2 separate regions of the Arachis hypogaea genome follow, and region 2 is linked to region 1. The links are chromatin contacts, called in public Hi-C maps. All regions are on one chromosome and are shown on one strand. Each heading gives the region's core, a stretch centred on a gene start, on an enhancer-like site or on the middle of the called end of the contact. The rest is flanking DNA. Distances are from core to core; before and after follow the strand shown.

What was found. A called contact is a pair of places that touch in the nucleus more often than the background predicts.
Region 2: a Hi-C map of an unstated tissue shows a contact between it and region 1, with 2.3 times the contacts expected there. The contact joins the enhancer-like site here to the promoter of LOC112792537 in region 1. A contact is called at or near these places in 3 of 8 Hi-C or Micro-C datasets (leaf and an unstated tissue).

Annotation. Positions count from the first base shown.
Region 1 is chr13:143,681,284-143,687,160 of arahy.Tifrunner.gnm2.J5K5, reverse strand. LOC112792537 (probable inositol transporter 2) reads left to right here and starts at 2,185. Exons shown (of 5, transcript XM_025835811.3): 1 at 2,185-2,819; 2 at 2,907-2,977; 3 at 4,869-5,204; 4 at 5,303-5,877. The coding sequence starts at 2,687.
Region 2 is chr13:143,715,169-143,721,196 of arahy.Tifrunner.gnm2.J5K5, reverse strand. No RefSeq gene overlaps it. Among protein-coding and RNA genes, the nearest start is that of LOC112792538, 8.4 kb to the left of the region's middle. Within about 2 kb of position 1,521, at least 2 of the 3 cell types and tissues checked have open chromatin away from gene starts, as enhancers often do.

The DNA.
Region 1 (5,877 bases), core at 936-3,435:
TTTAAGAAATTGTCGTTGGTCAATGAATTGCTGCATACACAAAATGAGAATTCAAACTCTAACACTTATTTAAGCGAATTGGTAAACTAATTATTAAATCAATCTAATTTAATTATTTTCTTTCAGTATTTTTAATTTTCATTTGTGAATATATAATTTTCCTATACACGGAAAATTCCTTGCCTTCTTTTTGTTCGCCTTACTTACATGCATTAAATTTGTGGCCAATTTTGACAGCAAGAAGATATTTGTACAAATAATATTATCGGGTGAGAAGGGGAAAAATATGAACATACATGATATATATAGAGAGAGACACACACTTGCGTATAAGATATGCTAATTACAAATAGTACAACCATATATAGTATATGACGATACGCACAGGAGAAAACGAGTAAGAAAACAAAAGATGGGAAGGGTAATATATGATGTACTAAGAGGTAATTTTAGTGGTTAGCTGTCATATATGTTGAGTTTTACATAATAAGCAATGCGACAAATGGACGTATAGACAAGTAGCTTCCCATAAATACAAATAGTCAGATATTACATATTCTTTACAATTATATTATGGTACGTACCCTTTAAAAACGAGTTTCCGTGCTTTAATTTGTTTGCCATGCAGAACAAAGGTATATCTTATTCTTCATGTGCATTTGTTCTTCGTGTTGTGCAGTTTTGTTTGCATTCTCATCTTGCTTCCTTTTCTTGGATTGGTCAAGCAGTTATTATTTTTTATTAGGGAAAGTACTGGAAACCAATGGCTTAAGCGTACAATGCGCACAATGTAGGTTTAGGAAGTATTAGAGATATAATCATTAGTGTTACATTGTCCTATTAGGTTACACTTTTAGGATGAGTGATTTCATAATCTGATATTAGAGTTATAGATCCGAAAGGTTAGGAGTTTCATCCTTGTTGAATTCTAAAATCAGCTTAAATTGTTCATTTTATTCATAGATCAAAGATTTAGCCCGTTGTACACATTCTACACTTAGGTCATTAATTTTCTAGCACTACCCTTTTTATTATTATAATAATAAGAAAAGTCACGGATAATGAATATTTAGAAAAAATATATTTATGAATAAATATAAGAAATTAATTTTTACTTGGTCAACATTAATAAGTCTTTTTATTATAACTTTTTTATAATTCTATTTTTTAGAGAGTTTAGAATTAGAATTATATATAGATAAAGTTATAACTAGAGCTACAATAAATTGTGAAGATAAGATTTCTTTGCTATAATAAATATGATTAATTTTGTGAATTAAAATACAGATTTTGTCATGGACGTTATTTTTAAAAAAATATTTTTTTTAATGATTTTTTAAATTTTTTTTATAAAAATAAAAGTAATTTTATATTTGAATATTTCATGTAAAAAAATTTTGTTATTTATCAATTATGTTTGAGTAAAATAAGATAAAAGTATTTTTTGTTTATTTATTATATAAAAAATATCTTTTAAAAAAAGATGTAAATTATAGTTTCTTAAAAAATATTTTTTTAATTTTTATAGTATTTTTATTTTTACTATTAGAAATTTGTCAAATATATTAAAAAATATTTAAAAATTCTTTTTTAAAAATTTATCCAAATATAAAATAATTTTTATATGTTAAAAAAATCTGTTTTAAAAAAATGAAAATAATAAATATTTTTTTCAAAAACCAATCCAAATTAATCTTTAATGACAGCCAAACAAGTAAAAAAAACTTTTCTTATTACTATTAGAAAAAGAATCTTTTATTACTTAAGTTTGTTTTCTTTAACTAATTATGTATCTTAAGAAAAACTAACACAAGTCCAACTATACAAATTGTTTTTAATAACTATGCACATATTTATCATTGATGATAAGATGTGATCCCTTCTTCTTCGATCTGTACTGATGGATAATAATGTAAAACAAATTTATCAGTTATCACTTGTTACTGATAAAAGGTAATACCTTCTTCGGTTACTAATCGATAATAATCGATAATAATGTAAAACAAATTTATATTTTTAAATTAATATTATAAGAATTTTTTTATTGGTAAAACAGTGAAAAATTTAAACTTTAGACTTTACGTATAATATAACAATAAATTTTCTCATCAAATATATTAATTTTTATTTTTACATATACCAATTTTAATATATAACAATGGCAATCTTTTATTAGTTGTGTATTTTAAAATATAATTTCATTTAATGTACTCATTCATTATATCCATAATTATCTTTCTTTATTTAATTTTTGACCAATAATTCATCTTAATTCAGACATATGCACAAAACATACATATTTTATTTCTAGATGGAATTATCTTTTTTCAAATTAAATTTAAAATTTTAAATTCCTTTTAGAGAAATAAGGGAGAAAAATTCTAATTTAAGATATTTCAGTTGTTTTTTTGTTATTAAATTTTTAAAAAGATGAGGATTAGTTTGGTTCTGGAGTGTAACCTCCATCTATAAATACATGCGCACCCTTCATATCTCTGCTACATCTGACTTCCTCTAGCTTTCTCTCTTTCTCTCTCTTTATCTTGTTCTCTGAATTTGAGGAAGACCTTGATAATTCTTCTCATATTCTCTTGATAAATTTCCTCCTAATTTCGTGCTCTATTTGTGTGAGTGAGTGGTGAGTACACCTAAAGAAGGGTAAGGATCAAAGAAGGAGGAGGAGCTAATGGAAGGAGGAGTACACAAGCCTGATGCTTCGGCCTTCCGCGAGTGTTTGTCTCTCTCGTATAAGAATCCTTACGTTCTTCGCCTGGCTTTCTCAGCTGGAATTGGTGGCCTCCTCTTCGGTTACGACACTGGTCAGCACTCACTCTCTCTTCACAACATTATTATATCATTATTACGGTTACTACTAATTCATTATATCTCAATTATCCTCCTTGCAGGAGTTATTTCGGGGGCTCTTTTGTACATAATAGATGACTTCAAAGATGTTGATAGGAAAGTTTGGCTTCAGGTACTTATTACTAATCTGTTTTTTTCTTTTTTTTTTTTTAATGGCCTCGCATCGCATAGTATAACAACAATTCAAAACTAACAAACAACCAAGTCTCACATAAAAAAACAAACAAACAAACCACATGCTTTTAAGTTTGATATAATTTAACCATCACTTCGGCCAATGCTGCTTAACTTTGCCATCTTGTCGTTCTCAGTCTTCACGGGAACTGATCTTCTCAGTCAATTAATTATCACATTTTTCCTCCCTCTCTGTTTTCACTTTGATTTTTTCATCAATTTGTCGCGAATCCTGTTTCCTTTTCTTTTTTTTTCTTTTTATTTTATTTTATTTTTGACTGCGAATTTTATAATCACGGATTTCTCGCAAAACGTTACAGATTTGTTATTTTTATTTCTGGAAAATGTTTTATCTGTTTTGATTTTACGGAGATTTTTCCGGAACGGAATTTATTATTATTTATTTTCTATGTCATTATGTTTTAATTTCCAGACTGGTATTTATTTAGTTTCTATTATCATCAATTAAAGAATTGCAAAATCGTCACACTAAATATAGAAGATCACATGCCAATTGCATTCATAATTTTTTGTTGTAACATTATTATTGTGCCAATTATTTCTTTCTCATCTGAACGTTAAAGAAATCAGATTCCAGGCTACCGAATTCCTAATTTTTATTATTCATCAATTCCTGGAAAGCATAGTAGCTTGTTACCGTAGATAACAATAGATGGGACCCAAAGAGGCAAAAATTGATAAAAAGAAGCCAATTGCTATTAACTCCACGAATTTTTTTAGGAAAGATATCTCCACACTTTAATTATGAAGATGTCATGTCTTTTTTATATGAACAATTTTTTTTAATTCTTTTCAACTAAAGGCATGGTTTGTTCTTTTTCTTTCAATACTTTTTTATCAATATGTTAAGTGTAACTTATTAATCAATAAACAGATAGAAAATATTTCAAGCTTAATAATGGTTATTTGATAGTTAATGAGTCTCTCTATCTTTCGTAGTGTTTGCTTTGAGATAAGATTGACTTTACCCTCTTTGTTTTGGTTAAAGGATGAAAGTGATGTTATTGTTAGAATCTCTAATTTATCTGGGGCTTGTTTGAATGATTCTTTGAAAATATTTTTTAAAAGAGAAAATATAGGAAACTAATTTTTTGTTAGTTAATATTATTTAAACCGTTTTATTTTTAAAAAGATTTCGAGTTTAGATTTTATAATTTAAGCTTTAAAATTTAAGATAAAAAAATAGTTTTAAAAATACTGATCGATATTAGCCTAAAAAAGTTAGTTCCTAATATTATTTTTTAAAGGGAAAAAACTAAAATTTGTTTTTTTTTTTCGGTAAAAAATTTTTTTTTTTAAGACACCAGTCTACTTGGTTTTTTTATTCACGGTCTCTACCTCTTGGGAGAGATAATACAAGGCCCAAACACTAAAACCCACAAGTGCATCCTCTAATATTGAATATCAAATTAGGCCCTAAAAACAATGTGTTTTTTCACTTCCAATGTTTTTGAAAACTTCAAGACCCGGAAATAATCTTTTTTAATCTAAAATACCAAGAGATGACAATAAGGTGTTACCTCAAAGTGCTGTTAATATTGATTAAAGTTTTAGATTCCTAATATTTTTTTGGAAAGATACAGGTAGACAATGAAAATACTAAATAATAAGAATGTACTGTATTCTTAACTTATTGAGCCAATTTTAGAGTTTATTATTTACATTGTTTATAAAAAATCATTATCTATCAGCAAAGTCTTTTTATTTTTTATTCTTATTATCCATGTCCTGAACTTGAAGTAAATGCATTTTGTGTTAGTTGTAATGGTGTAACGTTGATATATATTTGTTATTAAACAAAATTTCAGGAAGCTGTTGTAAGTACGGCAATAGCTGGAGCAATCATAGGGGCAGCAATTGGTGGATGGATCAACGATAAATATGGAAGGAAAATCGCCATCATGCTTGCAGACTTGCTTTTTTTACTTGGCTCTGTAATCATGGCTGCCGCACCCTCCTCCGCCATTCTCATCGTAGGCCGAGTTTTTGTTGGTCTCGGTGTTGGTATGGCTTCCATGGCGTCTCCCCTCTATATTTCCGAGGCTTCGCCAACCAAAGTCCGTGGTGCACTTGTCAGTCTTAACAGCTTCCTCATCACCGGCGGCCAATTCCTCTCTTACCTCATTAACTTGGCATTTACCAAGGTTAGATAACATACCACCCATGTGTTATGTTTTATTAGAAATCATCATAATATTATTGGCCACGAAAGATCTAAAACATATTTTGTGACTTGATTCAGGCACCAGGGACATGGAGGTGGATGCTTGGAGTGGCAGCAGCACCTGCCTTAATTCAATTGGTGCTAATGTTTTTTCTTCCTGAATCACCCCGCTGGCTCTACCGAAAGGGGAAGGAAGATAAAGCAAAGGAGACTCTGATCAAGGTTTATCAAGAAAAGAGTCTGGTTGATGCAGAGGTACAAGCCTTGAAGGAATCAGTTGAGTTGGAAGAGAAGGAAGCTGCAAACTCAGAAAAGATAAGCATAATGAAGATGCTGAAAACAAAAACTGTTAGGAGGGCTCTGTATGCAGGAGTTGGACTCCAATTCTTCCAGCAGTTTACGGGAATAAACACCGTAATGTACTATAGTCCCACTATTGTTCAGCTTGCTGGCTTTGCATCCAACCGGACTGCAATGCTTCTGTCCCTCATCACCTCCGGCCTCAACGCCTTTGGTTCCATCCTCAGTATTTACTTTGTCGATAAGGCTGGCCGCAAGAAGCTCGCCTTGATCAGTTTGTGTGGCGTTGCTATATCTCTGGCCATCCTTACCGCCACCTTCCGCCACACCGAGACTCATTCTCCCATGATCAG
Region 2 (6,028 bases), core at 272-2,771, 35 kb before region 1:
TAGCAGTTATCATAATAAGTTTATGAAATTAGATCAAATCAACCTTAAACTGAGGGATTCTAATGCCTCAAAATTTTCCTTCAATTAGGTTTTTATTTAATCTAATTTCATAAACTTATGATACTAATAATCAATTAAAACTTTTATGTGTGTTGTCACTTAATGTTTCACATTAACAAATTTTGATGTTGTCAATAAAAAAAATAGCAAAAGAACTAATTCAATTAATTTAAAATCTTTTAAGATGAATTTAATTAAAAAAAAATTTAAAAAACTAATTTGAAGAATCATTGATCTTTTAGGAATAAATTTAGCTATTATCTCTTAAATATAAGATCTTGTCTTTTCTAGAATCTTACTGTGACATACATGGAAAAAATATCATGTGCATATTAAAAATTAGTTACTATGTATTCATATATAAATATATGTGTTATTTAATTTATTTTTATATATTTTAACATATATTTTATATTAGTGATTAATTTTTTGTATATACGTAATATGGTTAATATATATAATATGTATAATTTTAGGAGAAAATTTTTTTATATAAAAACTTTCAGTTATTAATTTCATATAAAATGAACTGAACATGAATTTTTATCATAATTTTATAGTTGTATTGCATTACAAGTAATTCGTCTATTTATAATGATAATTCCAAAATAAAAAACATTTAAAAAATAATAAAAATTCAGTTTAAAATTATTTTATTTATATTTTTAATTATTGTTAAATAAGTACATAATATTATCTAATAAATATATAATTATAAATATTATATTAAATTAAATAACTTTAAATTATTTTTTTAACTGTTCTTGTAATTAGAACTAGAAAAATAGCAGTATAGTATTATTTTTGTGGGCAGAACATATATAATAAAGTTCTGGAAACTAAAAGTAAAATAAAGTATGTTGGAATAAGAAAAAGAGAATATTAATTTTAAAAAATTGGAGTAGATGCATGCATGAAATGAAGCATTCTTTTTCTTTGGGTTACCTAATTATTGGTTTAACCAATTTGAGTTAGTACGAGTGGTCAGTTTATTTATTCGCTTAAATAAATATCGGGATTCGAATTTCATTTTGTACATACAACAATGTATTAATTAATAACAAACTTTAAATAGAATTCAGATTTACGACGCATTAGTTCTTAACCTGTCCTATTAAAAGATACTATGCATAATGAAAAAAACCTAGTTATTGGTTTTTGATAAAGGGGAAAATCACTTTCTTGGGACCGATTCTTGTTCTTTCTTTGCCAGATTCTGGAAAATGGAAAGGGGACAACCTGGAAACCGTGATGAATAAGTAAACACAGGAACACCATGCCCTTCCACTTCATTCATTCAGACCTTTTCGTTCTTTCCCTTGCTCTGATGAAAAAGTTTCGGATTCTAGGTATGATTTTCGTCTTTTTTTTTTTCAGTAATGAGGCCGGTAGCCCGACCCACATAATGGAAACCTATTATAGCAATCACTACTGAGCCACATTGAGGGGCGTTACCTTTTTTTGGGCTTGGAAGAGCGTGACGTTGTTTCACTAATAAGGATATTAAAAGCCCAATGGTAACTGTATTTTCAACTAGGTCCGGTCAGTTAACTTTAATATATTGAAATAAATAAATATATAACCAAATTGAGTTGGTTTAGTGGTTAGCTCACTAGTTCGCTTAAGTAAGTGTTGGGGTTCGAATCCCGCTTTGTGCATGCAGCAATCTATTCTCTTAAATGGAGCTTAGTATGTAAGAGGTTTGAAGTAATAAAATGTTATATTTAACAAATAAATGAATCGCATTTCGGACGTTAATATAATTTTTTCAACATGATAATGAAGTCTAAAATAAAACAATAGTCATGGTGTGCTATGACCTAAAACTAAAAGTCTAGAACAAATTAGGGAAACAAAAAATCTAAAGTGGAAAAATCTGCAAAATAATAAAATAAAAATTACTATTAAATTTATAACTATTATATGTGAATTTTATAATTTCAATTTAAAAATAATATATTTTATTTTATTAATTTCCTACCTTTAGAGGAGTTTGATCCAACAAATTATATGTATTAAGAACCTTCTCTACTTAGCTAGTAGTCACCTCATTTACGGTCATCTATATATGATGTTGACTTTTTTCTTCCATATGCAGGGTTAATTGAATAATTAAGGGCTAAATTATTAAAGTGTATGAATTGTGCATATTCACATTTTCTTTTATAAAAGGACAAAGGAAACAAGAAGAAAACATTTGTGGAAAGGTTTAAGAGCATGAATGAAGTATGAATACAAAAGGGAGAAGAATAATTGAGTGATCCAAAATCACATGTATAGTAGATATGAGAAGATAATTTTGCTTCTATTGACTGAATTTTTTAGGCTCTATAGTCTTATATCTAATAAATACAGATATTTTTTACGGAGTTATCATGTTTAGGTGTCAAATATATTTTAAATATAACACTTATTTAATATTTGTCTGATACGCATATTTTTTTGTATTTAACTGTATTTTAACAAAAAATAAAAATATTTTTTAAAATTATTTGAACACATTTAAATATCATCACATATTAGCATATTTAATTTTATTCCTAACATATATTCTTGATATGAATTTAAAAATAATATATTTTATTATTTATTAAAAAGTTTAATTATTCTGTTGATCCCTGTAATTTTACTAAATTTATAATTAAGTTCTTATACTTTTTTTCTTTTAATTAGATTTTTATATTACTTTTAATTTTATAATTAGATCATTTTTTGTCAAAAATATTAAAAATAACGGAATATTTTTCTCAAAAAAATATGGTAAAAGATCTAATTAGATTCTTAATTGTTAATATCTTTAATTTTTTTTAAAATTACATTAATTTTAATATTTTTTACACTAATAAAGATCTAATTTTAAAATTAAAAACAGTATAAAAATTTAATTGAAAGAAAAAATAGTATAAATATCTAATTGCAAATTTAGTAAAACAATAGACATTAACAGAATAATTAAATTTTATTAAAACAAAAAATTATTTTAAATACTTTATATAATTAAAAAATTATTAAAATAGTTAAAAATTAATTTTTTTAATATCAATAAAATATTAAAACATCATTAATTATAACTTATTTAAAAAATATTTTATATTTTATATGTATATTGTGTTTTTCGTATCTTATAAAAATATAAAATTGGTGTATTTCTATATTTCATATCGTATCTTGTATATTGTCCGTGCATCATAAGTCTATATATATATATATATATATATATATATATATATATATATATATATATATATATATATATATATATATATATTACTAATTTTACAACTAAAATATGTTACATATCACTTCTTTATTACAATTGAAATCAAATATTTTTCTTTAAAATTATAGAGTTATCTCCTCCTCCTCTATTCCTTTCACCCTTTTTCAATCTCTCTTATTGCTTCACCCACTTTATCTCTCTTATATATTATTATTAATGACTAAATATAAATATGTCATAAAATATTATTTCATTACAATTAAAATAAAAAATATTTTTTTAAAATTAACAAACTTCATATCTTCTTCTCCTTCTCCTTTTTCTTTATCTTTTTTTCTCTTATTTTCTATCTCTCCCTATCTTTCTATTCTACAAAAATTAAATTAATAAAATAAAATAATTAAAAAAATATCTAGTAATATTATTCAAAAATATATTATTGTTATTATTATTATTGTTATTATTATTATATACATATTTTTTTCGTAGTTTATCTTTTTAATCTATATTTTCATTTCTCTTTATTCAAATATTTATTAGATATAATTTAAAAAAAATATTGATGTTGTGATTAATAATTAGAATCAAGATTCAATTGTTTTAAAAAATTAATTTTAAGTTAATTTTATCATTATTAATATAGATTTTACAACCAAAATGTATTATATATCATTTTTTTTAATACTAATTAAAATCTAATTATATATATATATAGAGAGAGAGAGAAAGAGAGAGAGAGAAAAAGAGAAAAATATTATTTTTAAATAACATGCATACAAATTAAGTATTTTTATTTGTACAATAGACTTAACACTTAATCAAAGGTAAAATATAAAAGTATACGTATTAAATTTTTTCAAATTTTAGATAATAAATATTAAAATTAATTATTAATAAAAAATTAAACCATTTCATATCAAAATAATGACTAAAATTTTTTTATTTATTTATATTTTATTTACAAAGATTTTAGTCTTTTTAATCGATAAAAATTTTTATTTTTTACAATTTTTTTGTAAAAATAATTTAATTTTATAATTTTGTTAATCATAATCTATAATATCAAGATATATAAAGTCAGCATAAATTCAAAAAATTTATATTTTTATAGTATTATTACGGATAAAAATATTAATTTAACGATAATCTTGGTAGACAAATAAAACAATTTTTCACACGGAAAAGAAAGACAACGGAGAGATTAGAAAAAGTTGTCATAATTGCATTAAAACCTTAATATAAACGTTGCGAGTTTTACAATTATATAAAGATATAGGCTATGTTACATGCATATTAAAATCAATTATTAATAAAATTAACTACTAGTATAAAATATATATTAGAGTATAAATATATATTAAAAATAAATTAAATCACATATGTATTTATACATAAATATATTAGTAACTGATTTTAGTGTACAAATAATATTTTTATAAAAATTTATGCAGTTATATTATCTATAACTAAAAAATTAGTCCTAATATAAAATATATATAAAATATTAAAACATATTAAAAATAAATTAAATATTATATATTTAATTATATACAAATATATTATAATTAATTCAAAAATTAATTATTAGTGGCTACATTATATTTTTTATATTTAAATATTACTTAATTGAAAGCAAGTGACAATTTATATAAATATAAAGGTATAAAAAGCAGATAGATGAATTAAAATAAGCGAAGGCGACGATATATGCTAAACGTGATGCACGATAAAAAAGCAAGAGGAAAAATTAAAGGGGAAGTGCTAGGAAATAATGATCATCTTAAATAACATGAACAATCACTAATTAAATAAAAATATGCTATACTTTTAAATTAATCATCTAAATTTTAATATTAATTAAAATAAGAGAATCACTTAGATAAAGATGTCAAAAACGTTATTTTTTAAAAGATATTTTCTAAAAATTAAAATTTAATGCATATAATCAATTAAATTGTATTATTTTATTAAAATTAGACTGGACAAATCAATTTAGCAAAAAAATTAATAAATTAAATTTTGAATCAGTATAAATTAATATTTTTTATAAAAAATTACTACAATATTCCTATTATAAAACACAACTAAAATATTCTTATTTTATATATATATTAATATTAATTTTAAAAATTTTAAATTCTAACCCTATAATGATAGAGAAGAAAAGGGTTAAAATTTAGAATTTTCAAAATTAATATATATAATAAGAGTATTTTAGTCATTTTATATAATAGGAATATTATAGTCATTTTTTATAAAAAATAATATTAATTTAGATAGATTCAAAATTTGATTCACTATTTTTCGATCAAATTAATTTGTCTGACATAATTTTGACAAAAATAACATAATTTAAGTAATTATATGTGTTAAATTTTAATTATTAAAAAATATTTTTAAAAAATGACGTTTTCTACGTCTTTATGGGAGCATCTCCTTAAAATAATCGTTCGTATACCTAATGAAATGAACATCTAATATATTTATTATTCATATTATTTAATATTTATATTATCTACCTATACTTTTTCAAAATAAAATTAATTAACTCGCTAGGCCCGGGAGAAAAACTACTATACGGCGGACATGTACCACATTTATAGGTTTTAAGCGACAGTAAACATGATTCAAAACATCATAGTAACATATATATTGTGGCAAAAAAGGGGGAGAAACCCATCATCGACTTGGTGGCTAAATTCCCTCCAATGAAATATGACATTGAACACTATACCAATTATTAACGAT